Regions from separate parts of the Sus scrofa genome. Here region 2 is linked to region 1. Evidence: chromatin contacts called from public Hi-C data. All regions are on one chromosome and are shown on one strand. Each heading gives the region's core, a stretch centred on a gene start, on an enhancer-like site or on the middle of the called end of the contact. The rest is flanking DNA. Distances are from core to core; before and after follow the strand shown. Region 1 holds the start of TATDN1 (TatD DNase domain containing 1). Region 2 holds the start of RNF139 (E3 ubiquitin-protein ligase RNF139).

What was found. A called contact is a pair of places that touch in the nucleus more often than the background predicts.
Region 2: a Hi-C map of liver shows a contact between it and region 1, with 3 times the contacts expected there. The contact joins the promoter of RNF139 here to the promoter of TATDN1 in region 1. A contact is called at or near these places in 3 of 5 promoter capture datasets (fetal liver and liver), 23 of 47 Hi-C or Micro-C datasets (alveolar macrophages, blood, brain and 11 more) and 2 of 2 datasets of contacts at active chromatin or transcription factors (alveolar macrophages and skeletal muscle).

Annotation. Positions count from the first base shown.
Region 1 is chr4:15,111,582-15,114,844 of Sscrofa11.1, reverse strand. It overlaps TATDN1 (TatD DNase domain containing 1), which reads right to left and starts at 1,499. Exons shown (of 12, transcript NM_001244525.1): 1 at 1,474-1,499. The coding sequence starts at 1,495. NDUFB9 (NADH dehydrogenase [ubiquinone] 1 beta subcomplex subunit 9) reads left to right here and starts at 1,564. Exons shown (of 4, transcript XM_013996497.1): 1 at 1,564-1,720. The coding sequence starts at 1,620.
Region 2 is chr4:15,180,770-15,184,032 of Sscrofa11.1, reverse strand. It overlaps RNF139 (E3 ubiquitin-protein ligase RNF139), which reads left to right and starts at 1,513. Exons shown (of 2, transcript XM_001927531.7): 1 at 1,513-2,106. The coding sequence starts at 1,926. The region is part of intron 1 of TRMT12 (tRNA wybutosine-synthesizing protein 2 homolog); the gene reads left to right.

The sequences.
Region 1 (3,263 bases), core at 250-2,749:
CAGCTGCGGCAAAACCGCATCCTTTAACTCACTGCACCTGGCTGGGGGCCTAACCTGGCCTCAGCAGCGACCTGAGCTGCTACAGTTGGATTCTTAGCTCACTGCAGCACAGCAGAACTCCCCAGATTCTTTTTACAATTCCACATACTTAGTACAATGTCTTTGTAAAAAATGTCACTTAAATTAACTCTCAGATCTAAATTTATAATCTTAACCACTCTCCTGAGTGCCAGACATTTCCAATTGCTCAGTAAATATCTCTACCCAAAAGGTCCTATAAGAGTCTGAAACTTAACCGAATCCAAACGGATCTTGCTGTAGCACCCAGCCACTCCCATTACGTTTCCATTTCACATTTAGGTTATTTATCCCAACCCTGAATCATCTCTGTTCTCTCCTTTATCTGACATAAACACTCAGCTGCTAAACGCTGCATACGTATCTCTCTTCTCTTTGTCTCTCCCGTTTCCGGTGTCGTAGTTCAAGCTCTGAAATGCTTCTCTGCCTCTCCCTACGCCCCACCAAACCTAACAGCTGTCAGGATTACTGTACTAAAGCAGAGATGTGATCACTGTCATTTTCCACCTTCAAGTAGCTGGAAACTTCACAAAAACAAGGATCATGCCCAGCTTTACCCACTGCTGTATCCCATAGCCCAGGGCCCCCAATATGTACTGGCCCTCAATGATTTACTTAATGAATGCTCCTGGTGAAAAGTCTTCAGCGAGGCTCTACTCTATACACAGTAAAATTAACCTCATCAAGACATTCGAGTCCCAAGTTACCCTTCCAATCCTAGCTCTCACACTGTCCCATACTTGTAAATGCCTGATACAAGTATGCTTATTCCTTTAGTTTCTGTCGCATTTTCCCTCTCTTGTTCTACCCATGCTGAATGGATTACCGTACTTGTCAGGTAATAGAACTTGTTTCTCTTCCCGCTATTTATGCCGTCAGTTTCCCCACCAGATGGGGATGACAGCAGAGCAGGGACCTGGCCTGTATTCCTAGGCCGGTGCCGGGCAAACCAGGGTCGAACCAGGGTCGTTCAGTAACTGCGATATGAACGCACGAATTAGCGAATAAACGGGTGCCTCGAAGCTATCCTCCTCTCCACCGCGGAGACGGGAAAAGGCGGGAGGTGCAGAAGGGATGGAGGGTCAGCTAGGGACTGGCCTTCTGGGGTTTTTTTGGTAGCTCTGCCTCCTTTTATCTTTTTATTCAATACAACGCATGCTGGGAAAAGCATAAATCATAATGCAGCTCGTGAATTTCCACAAATAAGCACACCCGTGAAGCCAGCACCCAAACCGCGATCCTGAACATTATTAGCACCCAGAAACCTCCCCGCGCCCTCTTCCATAGGGTGCACTTTCAACCCGCAAAGAGCCGGAGAGCTCACATCCTGGGCCCTCCGGCGGCGGTGGGCGACGCCTGAGGATTGCAAGGCCAAAGATCCAGGAAAAGTCTTACCCACGAACTTGAACCGGCTCATGACTGCAGCCCTGGCTCCTCCCCGGCGGAAGCGGAAGTGGCCGCCGCTCGCCCCGCCCTTCCGGGGAAGCCCCACCCCTCGTTTTCCGGCAGCGCCCGCGGCCGCTGAAGGTGAGCGGGCCGTCATGGCTTTCTCGGCGCCGGCGGCCTACCTGACCCACCAGCAGAAGGTGCTGCGGCTTTATAAGCGGGCGCTGCGCCACCTGGAGTCGTGGTGCGTCCACAGGTGAGAGAGGGGGACCCACGGCGCGGGGAGGTGAGGCGGAGGCCTCCACGGAGGCCGAAAGGCCCTAGTGACCCGGGGGGAGGGGAGAGAGGTGTCAAGGACTTCGGGAACGGGGTGGAAGGCGACGTCTCGACCCACAGAGCCCCCGCGTAGACCCGGGTTCGAATGCAGACTTCGTCGCCCGCAGGTGCGCGAGACCTTGAAGAATTGCTTATTTGGCCCAGGCCTCACTTTTCTGATCAGGAAAATGGACACAGGACCCAGTGTCGAGGGTGGCATGTCGATTAAGAAAGTGCCTCCGGCGTTCACTAAGTAATAGTTTTCTTCATGACCTTCTCGTTCCTAATATTAGCAGTAATAATCTATGCATATTTTCTCTTGTCCTCACAACTCTGGGAGTTAGGGATTATTTGGCCTTATTTTATAGATGAGGAGAGAGAAGCTAGAGAGTAATTTGTTCAAGGCCCTGAATCTGGTAAGTGGCCAGCCAGGATTAAAACTCAGGTGTCTTAACCACAAAGCATCATTATCCTTCCCATCAGCTTTTCTTGTTTTAGCTTCATCCATTCCTTTTTATTATCTTCACATTGCATGAATTCTCATCATCTCTCTCTCTTCATCTAAGATTAGTCATAGAACATATTCATAAAACATACAGATTTTTGTGACCTACACGCAATGCATGGTGGGGTGACAACCCAAAATGTGTGAATGCCAGACCTCCACTCCCTTAGCCAAATCCTAAAACCTTGTCCCACAAAGAAGGGCCTTTGAGAAAAACCTCTAAACAATGAGAAACTGAGTACATCTGGAAGAGTTGTGGAAAGGATCCTTGATTGCATATATGGGCTTATTGTAAAGTCATTGACCTACTTCTCTTTGCTAAGTAGGAAGATGGCCAGGTTCAAGGTTGTAAGATTAATTACTTCCCTAATTTCTCCTTATTCATTCATCTGACAGAATTTGCATTCCAGGTGTATGCTGACTGATGCATAAATAAGCCTATAAGGCTTCTTTCTCATCTGTAGCAACTAGTGGATAAATGGGGAAGATGGACCTATAAACAAATAGATAACATGGAGAATTATCAGTTATATAAAAAGGAAGGAAGTTGAGCCGTCAAGAATTCTACATATAGAGTTCCCATCGTGGCTCGGTGGTTAACGAATCCGACTAGGAACCATGAAGTTGTGGGTTCGATCCCTGGCCTTGCTCAGTGGGTTAAGGATCCAGCATTGCTGTGAGCTGTGGTGTAGGTTACAGACTCGGCTTGGATCCTGCTTTGCTGTGGCTCTGGAGTATGCCAGTGGCTACAGCTCCAATTCGACCCCTAGCCAGAGAACCTCCATATGCCACGGGGGTGGCCCAAGAAATGGCAAAAAGACAAAAAAAAAAAAAAAAGAATTTTAATCTGAGGGAGTTCCTGTTGTGGCTCAGTGGGTTACCAACCCGACTAGTATCCAAGAGGATGCAGGTTTGATCCCTGGCCTCTCTCAGTGGGTTAAAGGGTTCAGCGTTCCTGCGGCTGTGGCATAGGCCGACA
Region 2 (3,263 bases), core at 264-2,763, 69 kb before region 1:
GAGGGCCACACCTGCTGCATATGGAGGTTCCCAGGTTAGGGTCCAATCAGAGCTGTAGCTGCTGGCTTACACCACAGCCACAGCAACACCAGATACAAGCAGCCTCTGCAACCTACAACCACAGCTCATGGCAACCCACTCATCCTTAACCCACTGAGCGAGGCCAGGGATCAAACCCATAACCTCATGGTTCCTAGTCAGTTTCTTCTCCGCTGTGCCAGGACGGGTACTCCTATCCCCCTTAATCTGTCTTGGTTTATAATTAAGACTCTGACCTAACTTACACTCCTGCTGGTTAAGGAACAGAAAGGATAGCCAGGTTATATTAATTACATGTATAGGCAACAAATTTAGATCTTTTCCTTCCTAGGTTTGTTGCTGGGACCCTAAAACTAAACCAACAAAAGAGATTAACAGGAGAATAACAAGTTTCTCCGGTGTATACAGGCTTGGAGAAACTAAGTGATCGACAACTCAGGTGGCTACAATTTGGGGCTTATAAAGCTTCTTAACAAAGAACAGTGCATTGTAGAGAAGTGATAAGACAAAGGAAAAGGAGTTTAGGCTTTTAGGGGTGGCAAACTTGTGTAAGGTAAGTATGTGGGGGAAACTAATAAAGATAAGGATTGGTAAGACTTGTGACTGAGTCTACAAGTTTCCTTTTGGTAAAGGAGAGGGAGTCACCTTTACAAAATGGAAACTTATGTTCGCTTTTTAGGCAAATGGGAGGACGGTTAAGTGCTGAGGTGGAGAGTTTTTTGTTTCTGTTTCTCAACTGTCTTCAACTCAAACATAATCATGTCAAAGTGGCATACTTTGGGGTGGCATGTTCTGATTCCCTACAAAAAAGAATGGCTTCTTCTGCCCTGAGAAAGAACGGACTGCCTGGGCGTGCATACCTCAAAGGTTAGAAACGAAGAGGCCAGAATTCTTGCCCTTAAGTTACAGTGGCCCTTGATATTAGTAAAATGTGGCCAGCAAGTGTCCGCAGTTGTAACCAATCGGGTAGGAAACAGGAAAGTTGATGCGCAGAGGGATGCGAGGGCTACTTTCCTTGGTAATGCCTACCGCACCCAGCCCAACCCAAAACAGCAGCCACTCAGCACTGCGCATGCGGCGATGCCTCCAACAGGTCCCCAAACGGCCTTGCAGCATCTTCCCCGAAGAGTCAGCAGCTCGGATCCCGCCTTTGGGTGGGGTGGGGTAGGTCTGACGTTCGGCGCCCTTTGTCTTTCCTCCTTCCTAGCAGCTCTATATCATGTTTACGGGACGTTTAATGGTCTCTAGTAGAGCGACTAATAATTCCCTCCCGCGGCCCAATCCCTCACTGAGCCTTCACCGCCGTGGGTGACGCGGCCACTCTGAGGCCAGAGGGCGCGGCTGCGGAAGAGCGTCTGCGCCAACAGGTGGCGCCCAAAGCCGTGACGACGGCGCAGCCGCGGAGGTGGGCGGGAACCGCGGCAACGCTCAGGGACGTCTGGTACGACGAGCGTGATGACCGAATGGGGAGCGTTCCAAGCGCCGGATTATGACGCGACGTCGGCGCGCGGGCTCCGCGGTCTCGCGTAACCGCGAGCGCAGCCTCCCGGCCTGGCAACAGCAACAACGGCAGAGGCAGGCGGGCGAGGTCAAGATGGTGGCTCCGCGGGCGGGGGAGGCGGTGGAGGGGGGAGGAGCCAGGCGATAGCCGGCCGGAAACACCGACACCCAGAGGCCTCCCGGAAGCCGCCGCCGCAGCCTCAGCCGCCGCCTCCGCCGCCTGCTCCAGCTCGAGAGACGCGAGCGGGCGGCGGGGCGGGCCGTGAGAAAGACTCGAGAGGAGGGAGGGCGGGGCGGAGTCGCCCGCCTCCGCCCCCAGCCGGCGTCCCGGGCCCTGCCCCACGCGGCCCTGCCGGGCCCGCCCAGCCCCGGTGTGGCAGCGGCTCATGGCGGCGGTGGGGCCCCCGCAGCAGCAGGTGCGGATGGCCCATCAGCAGGTCTGGGCGGCGCTCGAAGTGGCGCTCCGGGTGCCCTGCCTTTACATCATCGACGCCATCTTCAACTCCTACTACGATTCCAGCCAAAGCCGGTTTTGCTTCGGGCTCCAGGTCTTCCTCCGGCTCTTTGGTAAGGGGGACTGGGTAGCCTGCGTCCGGAGACTGCCCGCTGGGCCGAGACGTGCTGCAGGGAGCGGGCGGGCGGCCGCGCGCAGGGTGTGTGTGTGTGTATGTGTGTATGTACACACACCAGCCCCCCCCGGGGGCGTCTTTGCAAGCCAGGGGAGGAGATGACACTTGTCTCAGACTTGACAGCGGAGCAGTCCTCCCAGCGACTCAGCCTCCTGTTCATTTTTGCCTCTAAGGGCTGGGAGAAAACATCAATGTGTGAGCGTGCGGCTTTGAGCCTGCTGTTTCTCTTGGGAAATGAGTACTGGTTTACCGCGTCCTATGCGACAGCTTTGGAAAAACAGCAACTGTTTTTGCCCCGTCTCGCAGTGCGTGACCTTGGGCTCGTGGAGCCAAAGCCTGGGCCTCAGTTTCCCGGTTTCCAAAATGCAGAGTACTCTTATGTTGCCATTTAAATGACATCCAAACGGAGGAGACAAGGTTTCGAATGTCAGACCTTGAAACCATTACCAAAAATCCTCGTGAAGCAGGCAGTACTTATAATGAGTCCTAAAATTTCCCGCGAATAGGGAAGATACTGAGAACGGTTATAAAAACGTGGCTAGGAAGTGATGACACTTCTGAAAATCATTGTCTTCGTCGTGTACGAATGGAATGTTAAAAACATCTTATACTTCCCTCCCTATCTTCACTTGCACTCCCAGAGTGAGAAACGTTTATGCTTAGAATTTTTTAAGTAATTGAAACTTGGCGAATTTTGTTGATGAGGTAATTCTTGTGTCAGCTTTTAGTGGGGTAGTGCTTTTGAAGTGTTGCTAGGATGAGCTGCTGGTGAGATCCTTACCAGGCCTTTCTGAATGGGGAGCCATCTGTTGCAGGTTTTTTCCTCCTTTTAAAAGAAAGTGTGGTAATGGTGAGCTTTGCTTTTAGTAAATAGCAGCACTTTGCCTTTGTTTGGTACTTTTGCAGTGCGTTTTCACTAGTGTTATCTAACCCAAACTACAAAAATCCCTCAAAGAAGGGTGGGTGGTGGTGGTTTACAAATGAGGAAACTTAGGGTCCTAGAGGTTGTGTTTTGCGTTTGATACACTGTAAGTAATTGGTTGCCAGAGCCTAGCTTTAAGTCTTCTGACATCAGGCCTCATTCATTTTCCTCTT